Regions from separate parts of the Pan troglodytes genome. Here region 2 is linked to region 1. The links are chromatin contacts, called in public capture Hi-C maps. All regions are on one chromosome and are shown on one strand. The core of a region is the stretch at or near the end of the contact, and the rest is flanking DNA. Distances in the headings are between cores, read along the strand shown. Region 1 overlaps LCP1 (lymphocyte cytosolic protein 1). Region 2 has its middle 13 kb from the start of ERICH6B.

Evidence for each region. Capture Hi-C pulls out chosen DNA fragments and counts their contacts.
Region 2: a contact with region 1 is called in a capture Hi-C map of stem cell-derived neural stem cells, with 3 times the contacts expected there. The contact joins two enhancer-like sites. A contact is called at or near these places in 2 of 7 Hi-C or Micro-C datasets (induced pluripotent stem cells and stem cell-derived neural progenitor cells) and 1 of 1 other capture datasets (stem cell-derived neural stem cells).

The regions. Positions count from the first base shown.
Region 1 is chr14:44,800,676-44,803,670 of NHGRI_mPanTro3-v2.0_pri, forward strand. It overlaps LCP1 (lymphocyte cytosolic protein 1), which reads left to right. Exons shown (of 21, transcript XM_054665285.2): 21 at 1-539. Among named protein-coding and RNA genes, the nearest start is that of CPB2, 20 kb to the right of the region's middle. Within about 2 kb of position 1,641, at least 6 of the 24 cell types and tissues checked have an H3K27ac peak or open chromatin away from gene starts, as enhancers often do. A contact at or near this core is called in stem cell-derived neural stem cells, where this site is marked.
Region 2 is chr14:45,291,771-45,294,763 of NHGRI_mPanTro3-v2.0_pri, forward strand. No RefSeq gene overlaps it. Among named protein-coding and RNA genes, the nearest start is that of ERICH6B, 13 kb to the right of the region's middle. Within about 2 kb of position 1,306, at least 1 of the 24 cell types and tissues checked has an H3K27ac peak or open chromatin away from gene starts, as enhancers often do. A contact at or near this core is called in stem cell-derived neural stem cells, where this site is marked.

The DNA.
Region 1 (2,995 bases), core at 391-2,890:
CCAGCTGTCAAGGGTAGAATGAATCTATACTGGATAAGAAATGGCGGAACTGCGTTATGAAGAGCTAATTTACTGGACAAAGAATTCCAAAGCAAAACCAGAACAGTATGAATTTGAGCAGCTCTCATAGGTTGAGCAATTTCCCCCTAAACCAACTGAAGGCTAAAAAGCAACAGGCCGTTGTGAACCAACGCTAGACGCCCTCTATCATGGTGAAAAGCTCCATCAATGAGGTATCTTCTTTAGTGGTGGTATGTAATGGAACTTAGCCATTTTTCAAAGCAATTGAAATGCATTGCTCTGGATCTGTTCCTTGGCAGTGGACTCAGAAAGCCAACATGTGGCTCCTCCCAGCCCATAACCAATATTTTTGCTGCTTCTGAATACAAATTGGTTGGTTTTGACTTCAGATTGAACTTACTGTAGCCTCAGATGATTTCCCCCCTCCGCCTCCAGGAAGAAAGAATGTTACTGCCTTAATAAAAAATGAAAAGAGAATGATGCTCGAAATCTTTCCAAATAAAATGTTCCGTATATTAGGTGTCTCTGGATGTTTCGTTTTGAAAGTTTGCTAACAGTGTGCTATAAATCGTTCATTCATTCATTCCTCCAAGACGTTCGAGTGCCTAGTATGTGCTAGGCATAGTGCAAGGTTTTAGGAATGTGCCTATGAATTAAACAGGCACTGTGCTCAGCTGATGCCTGTCTTAGGAAAGACGGAAGTTAAACAATTAAAATAACAGATGTGACAAGTGATAAAAAGAAGGGCAGGGTGAGACATGAGTTTATGACAGGAAACAGTCTGAGGAGAAATAGTTTGGCTTAAAACTGAAGAATAAATTTCCGTTAGGCAAAGCAGGGAATAAAATTAAAGCTGAGAGCCAAACTCAGAAATACACTGAACTTGTAGGAGTGAAGAGGTGTGATACCTTTCCTCACCTATCATAAGAGTCACGGCCAATACTATGACAAAAGATGGGTAACAAGAGAAAAGGGTAACAAATTTCTTTCATCGAAGTTTTACATGACATGGGAGCTTTTAGAAATGAAAACCCAAAGATCCAAGGAAATCTGTTCATTTTTATGCTTGGATTTAATGCAGAATGAACGGCCATGCAGAAATGTGATTGGGCAAAAGGCTGTGATCTAAGGCTAATAAATGGAAGGGGAAGCCCAGCAAGGCCTGTGTGTTCCGATTCTTCTTGGCTGCAGTCTGTAGCATTTTTTCCTCCAGGGATCAGGGCAGGACCCCCCTGGAACGAGGGTCTTATTACCTACTATCAGGCAAGGTAGGCCAGAGAATTTCTTTACCGTCACTGTCTACACAGAAAGGCAGGGGAAGGTTAGAGTAATTTTTCTAGGGTTTTATGGCTTGCTTTGGGGGAAAGGGGTTCTAGTTTCTATGACCCTCCTTAAGAAAGAGGAATTCTGCTTTCTGTGAGTTGCTTCAGGGGAGAAAGAAGGGGAGGAGACAGGAAGGCAGGAGAAGATCAGAGAGGGAGACCTTGTTTCTGAGGTTTCCTTGGAGGCTTTCCAGTCTCCTTTAGTTCAAAGTACTCTGCATACCAAAGTGCCACACTTTGGGGTTTCGTTTTTTTCTGAGCCCCAACAAACCCAATCATAAACAAAAGTCAGACTTAGGGATTGGTGCAAAACAATGTCTAGACTGAGTTGAGGAGGAATCTTTGGGGTTAGCAGTGCCCGAGATCTCCTCTCCAGCTTGGCGGGGCCTTACTTGGGAAGAAGTGGGGGTGCACTGGGGGGATGCAGAGGAGTTCTGCTGCAGCCAACTTCCTCAGTTGGGCTGCTGTGACAGAGAAGCTGGCCATCGATTTGGCATGATCACACTTTGACCTGCAGAGGAGCCACCCACCCACACAGCAGATAGGAAGCTGGGCTTTTGTGCCTAAGCTGTGTGTCCGGGCTTTACCAGCAACTTCTTCTTGGAGGTAGCTCCTTCCTGGCCTAAACACTGCTGCACCTTCTATACTTAGGAGGTCACTCTGTTCCCAACATATCAAGAGGCTATAGATATTGTTTCTTTCTATTTGTACTAGACTGCACTGAAATTCCCCTCCTAATCAGCAACCACTGTTAACAATTTCTTTTGTGTCCTAGAAATATTCTGTGCACATATCACACCCACACATCCTTTTAATAACAAATATTAGCATACCATAAACATCACTCTTTATTCCATTTTTTTTTTTTACTTAATACCGTGTCTTGGAGGCTGTTTCATATTGGTGCATACAGACCTACTTCAATCTTTCCAACAGGTACATGGTCTTCTACTGTATAGGCATACCAAACTCCATTTAACCAGTGGCCTCTAAATAGATATTTAAGTTGTTTTAATCTTCTGCCCCAAAAATAAGGCCACAATGGATAATATTATACCCACTTCTTGAGCACAGAATGTTAATTTTAATTCAACAGGTACTTATCAAGTTCCTTCTCTAGCAAAAATATAGCACATTGGGTAGTCAGACATGGATCCTCTTAAGTTTCCTCAAATTATTTTATTAAAAACCCTAAGCTGGGACAGATGCTCTAGCCAATCCAAACTTCTCTGTTTTATGTCTAAAGAAGCGTGTTAACCAGCATGCATGCACACATAAACCATAATAAAAAGCAGAATGTGATCAATGCGATAACAAATTTCTAAATTAAATATCACGGGACCTCAGGGAAAAAATTAATTCTGAGTAAAGGATCAACAAAAGTTTTTGGAAGAATTCAGTTGTGATGAATGAGAAGTGGGCAGGAACTGGGCCTTACTCATGCTGTTGTTCCCTACAGAACCAGGGACATTTCTAGATTTTTAGTAAGAGTTTCGTAAGTTTTAAAAAACTGATTTATATTAGTTATAAACAAATGTTTCCTGAATGTAGGAAATGCTGAACAGAAAGAGGTAATTGTGAGATAAGTTGTGAAATAGACCTACCTGCGGAGTATTTAGAATAGAATGGATTCCTGTCTGGAAATTATGACA
Region 2 (2,993 bases), core at 56-2,555, 490 kb after region 1:
GTCTCAATGTTAAATCTCGGATTGAAACAAAATATACTGTATGATTTGTCTTAGGAAAAATCAGCTTCCCAACCATAACCTGAACAAGCTCTGACTTAAATGGAGCCATAAAAGTGCTTCCTGCGGTACTCAGAGACAAGAGCTAATAATTCCTTTGTGAACTATGAAAGAAATCTATCACTGAGGCTTTGTTGGCAGGAACACAGCTTTAGGGGGTCAAAACACGAAGCATTCCCATCCTGACCCCACCACATGAACCCCTAATTAATTATGAGCATCCTAACGTGAAAAATACTTTCATAACTGAAGGGCGACTTATTCCCATTCATAAGCAGACCACGAATCAGTCATAAATCCCCAAACACCAAGAAGGAGCTGCTCAGTTTGTATCTGTGTTGAACTTCCAGTGTTGCATAATTTATATCCAAAATCCACTCTCATATATCTACTAAAATACCCACTCTGACCTTCGCTCCCAATCCCAACTGATCAAAAGGAACTATAATCACTGGAACGCAGGTATCCAATCACAGTTCTGCTCTCTTGGAGCCAGGCAACTTTCTTCCCTTGATGAGTTCATCATCCCCTAGAACAGGTTATAGAAACTGTTCACATTTTGAGATAATAATTCAAAGTCTCTTTATTTTACACTGTGGCTCATCATCCGCCTGGCTGAACCAAGTGAGAGTGTAGACAAATGGAGCGGCCAGATTCCACGGAGCCTTCCGTTTATCCCTGCCTTGAGAACACTGCCCTCAGATCCATGCTCACACCCTGCAATGAACCTGCCCTCAATTTAGCAGCACTCTGCTTATGCCTCACAGACCTTACATCCAAAAGCAGCCTGAGCTAACTGGCAGCTCATATCATCTTTTTATTACAGCAAAACTTTGCCTTGAGATGCAAAATGTTTCTTGATTCCTAAAAGACAATGTTCTCTTTGCTCAGTGTGGCCAGGGGAGAAAAGCTTTGAAAAATTCTTTCAATCCCTGGATACAGTTAAATCTGATCATCCTTAAATGCTGATGATACAAAGTTTACCTCTACCCCAAATCACTATATGAGCAGAGAACAAGAAACCCTGCGGCAAATAAGTGCACCATAAGAGGTTCCTTCCATCAGTTTCCAGGGAGATTCTCCAACGGGATCCAGGAAGAACTGTGAAGAAGTCTTGCTACCAATTGCCACCAGCATTGGGACAGCTCAGGATTTTCCTTGGCAGCTATGGGGTCATCTATGTCTAAGAAGGGGCTTGGTCCATCCAGGGTGGTAGCAGAGGGCTCTTGGGCTGGGACAGCAGCTGAGCTTGCTTCAGACCAGACATCCCACGAGTCTGCTTCCAGAGAAGCAGTGTTCTTGTGGTTGGCATTTATCTGCCTTGTTCAAGGGACTCAGTCAGTGACCCCCACAGTGGGGTGCTTGACTGAAGCTCAGTCCCTCCAATCCACAAGGAACATATTGTGCTTGGCTCCCTACAAAGGCACATACAGCTTGTGAGTGTCACAAATGCAAGCTGATCACCCTGCTAAAAATAAGGTAAAGGAACTTGAAGCACACCTCTTTACCCTTTAGCTTATTAAGAGATTTAAATTTTCTAGGCAGGATATAACACAAGAGGGAAAAAAAACTTCTATATGAGCCACCATGTACAGCAGAATTAGATCTGCTGTACAACCAAAGAGAGAGATCCACATGGTGTTTGATTTCTTTCTCTTTTTTTTTCTTTTTAACTATTCAGGGATTATTTTTTTTCTTATGACACTCTCAAATGTGGTTAAGGGCTCTGTACAGTAAAGCCAAGATAGCAATGTGCTGACCTCTTTGTTCTTCTTATATTTCTGGGCCTGTAGATAATCCCTAGCCTCTGTTACCCTGGGGTACAACTTCTTATGGCTGGATGAGGCAAAGAGCTTGAAGACACATAAGGGAACTATTCATCCTGGAGGGTGTTCTTTCATTCTTCAATTACAGAAGGACCAAAGGAAGCACTGCCCTGGGGGAGGAAACACTGACTATCAATATATAAAAAGGCAGGATTTTCAAAAACTAGTTTGCCCCTGTTGTTCTTTGGAAAAAAGTTATCTGAGTTTCAATTGTCAGAGCCATTCACTCTTAAAATGAGAAGATGGAAATCCAAATGAGACTAAGAATTGAGAAGCCTTACCACTAAGCAGGACATGATGCACAGAACCTAGTACGAGTAAGACCCTGATAAGGGTTAAAGCAAGCCCCCTGTCCCATCCCTGTGCCTGGGCTCTAAAAGAAGATAAAGGTAGTACCCTGCTTTGTAAAGAAAAAAGGTGCCCCTGGCAACTTTAGAGTATTCTGCGAAACTGTAATATCTGGACCGATGTTAAAATGGATTTTCCCCAAGTCTGTTTGCAGTCATTGGAACAATATGAGGTAAAGAGAAGCCATCAGCTTGGTTTTGTGAAAAACAAATTGCTATCAGCCTAACCTCATTTGGCTCCACAGTGTAACAGGCAGATGCTAGAAAGCAATAGATGTTATCTCTGGAAACTTCTGTTAGGCTCTGGGGTCTCTTATTACTACCAGCAACCTAAGGAATTGGCCTTTGAATGAGTCATTTCGAGGCCAGTGGCTGAAGAGGAGAGAAAGCCTGGCTTTGGGAATGAAGGAGCAACAGAAGGCAGGAAGAGAAGTGAGGTGAGCTCACTTCCCTCTTGATTCAGGGGTAGGCAGACACCAGACCTAGCTCAAAGTGCACCCAGGAACTCAGGGTGGGAGTGCTGCCTGTGGAAAAATTTCTCTGAGCTCCAAGGAGTAACTCTATTTGGTATCCTTCTGTTTGTCCCCTTCGATTCTATTGCTTTTCACTGCTTCCTCTTTACCAGGTTTTAAAAATGCTCTGCCAAAGTCAATGCTGAGAAAAGAAACAACAACAAAAGTTAATCTGCTTTTGAAACTCTTTTCTAATGTAGAGGAACATATCTCTATTCAGTGCTGGTGGCACCTCACGGTGGCTTTTGTTT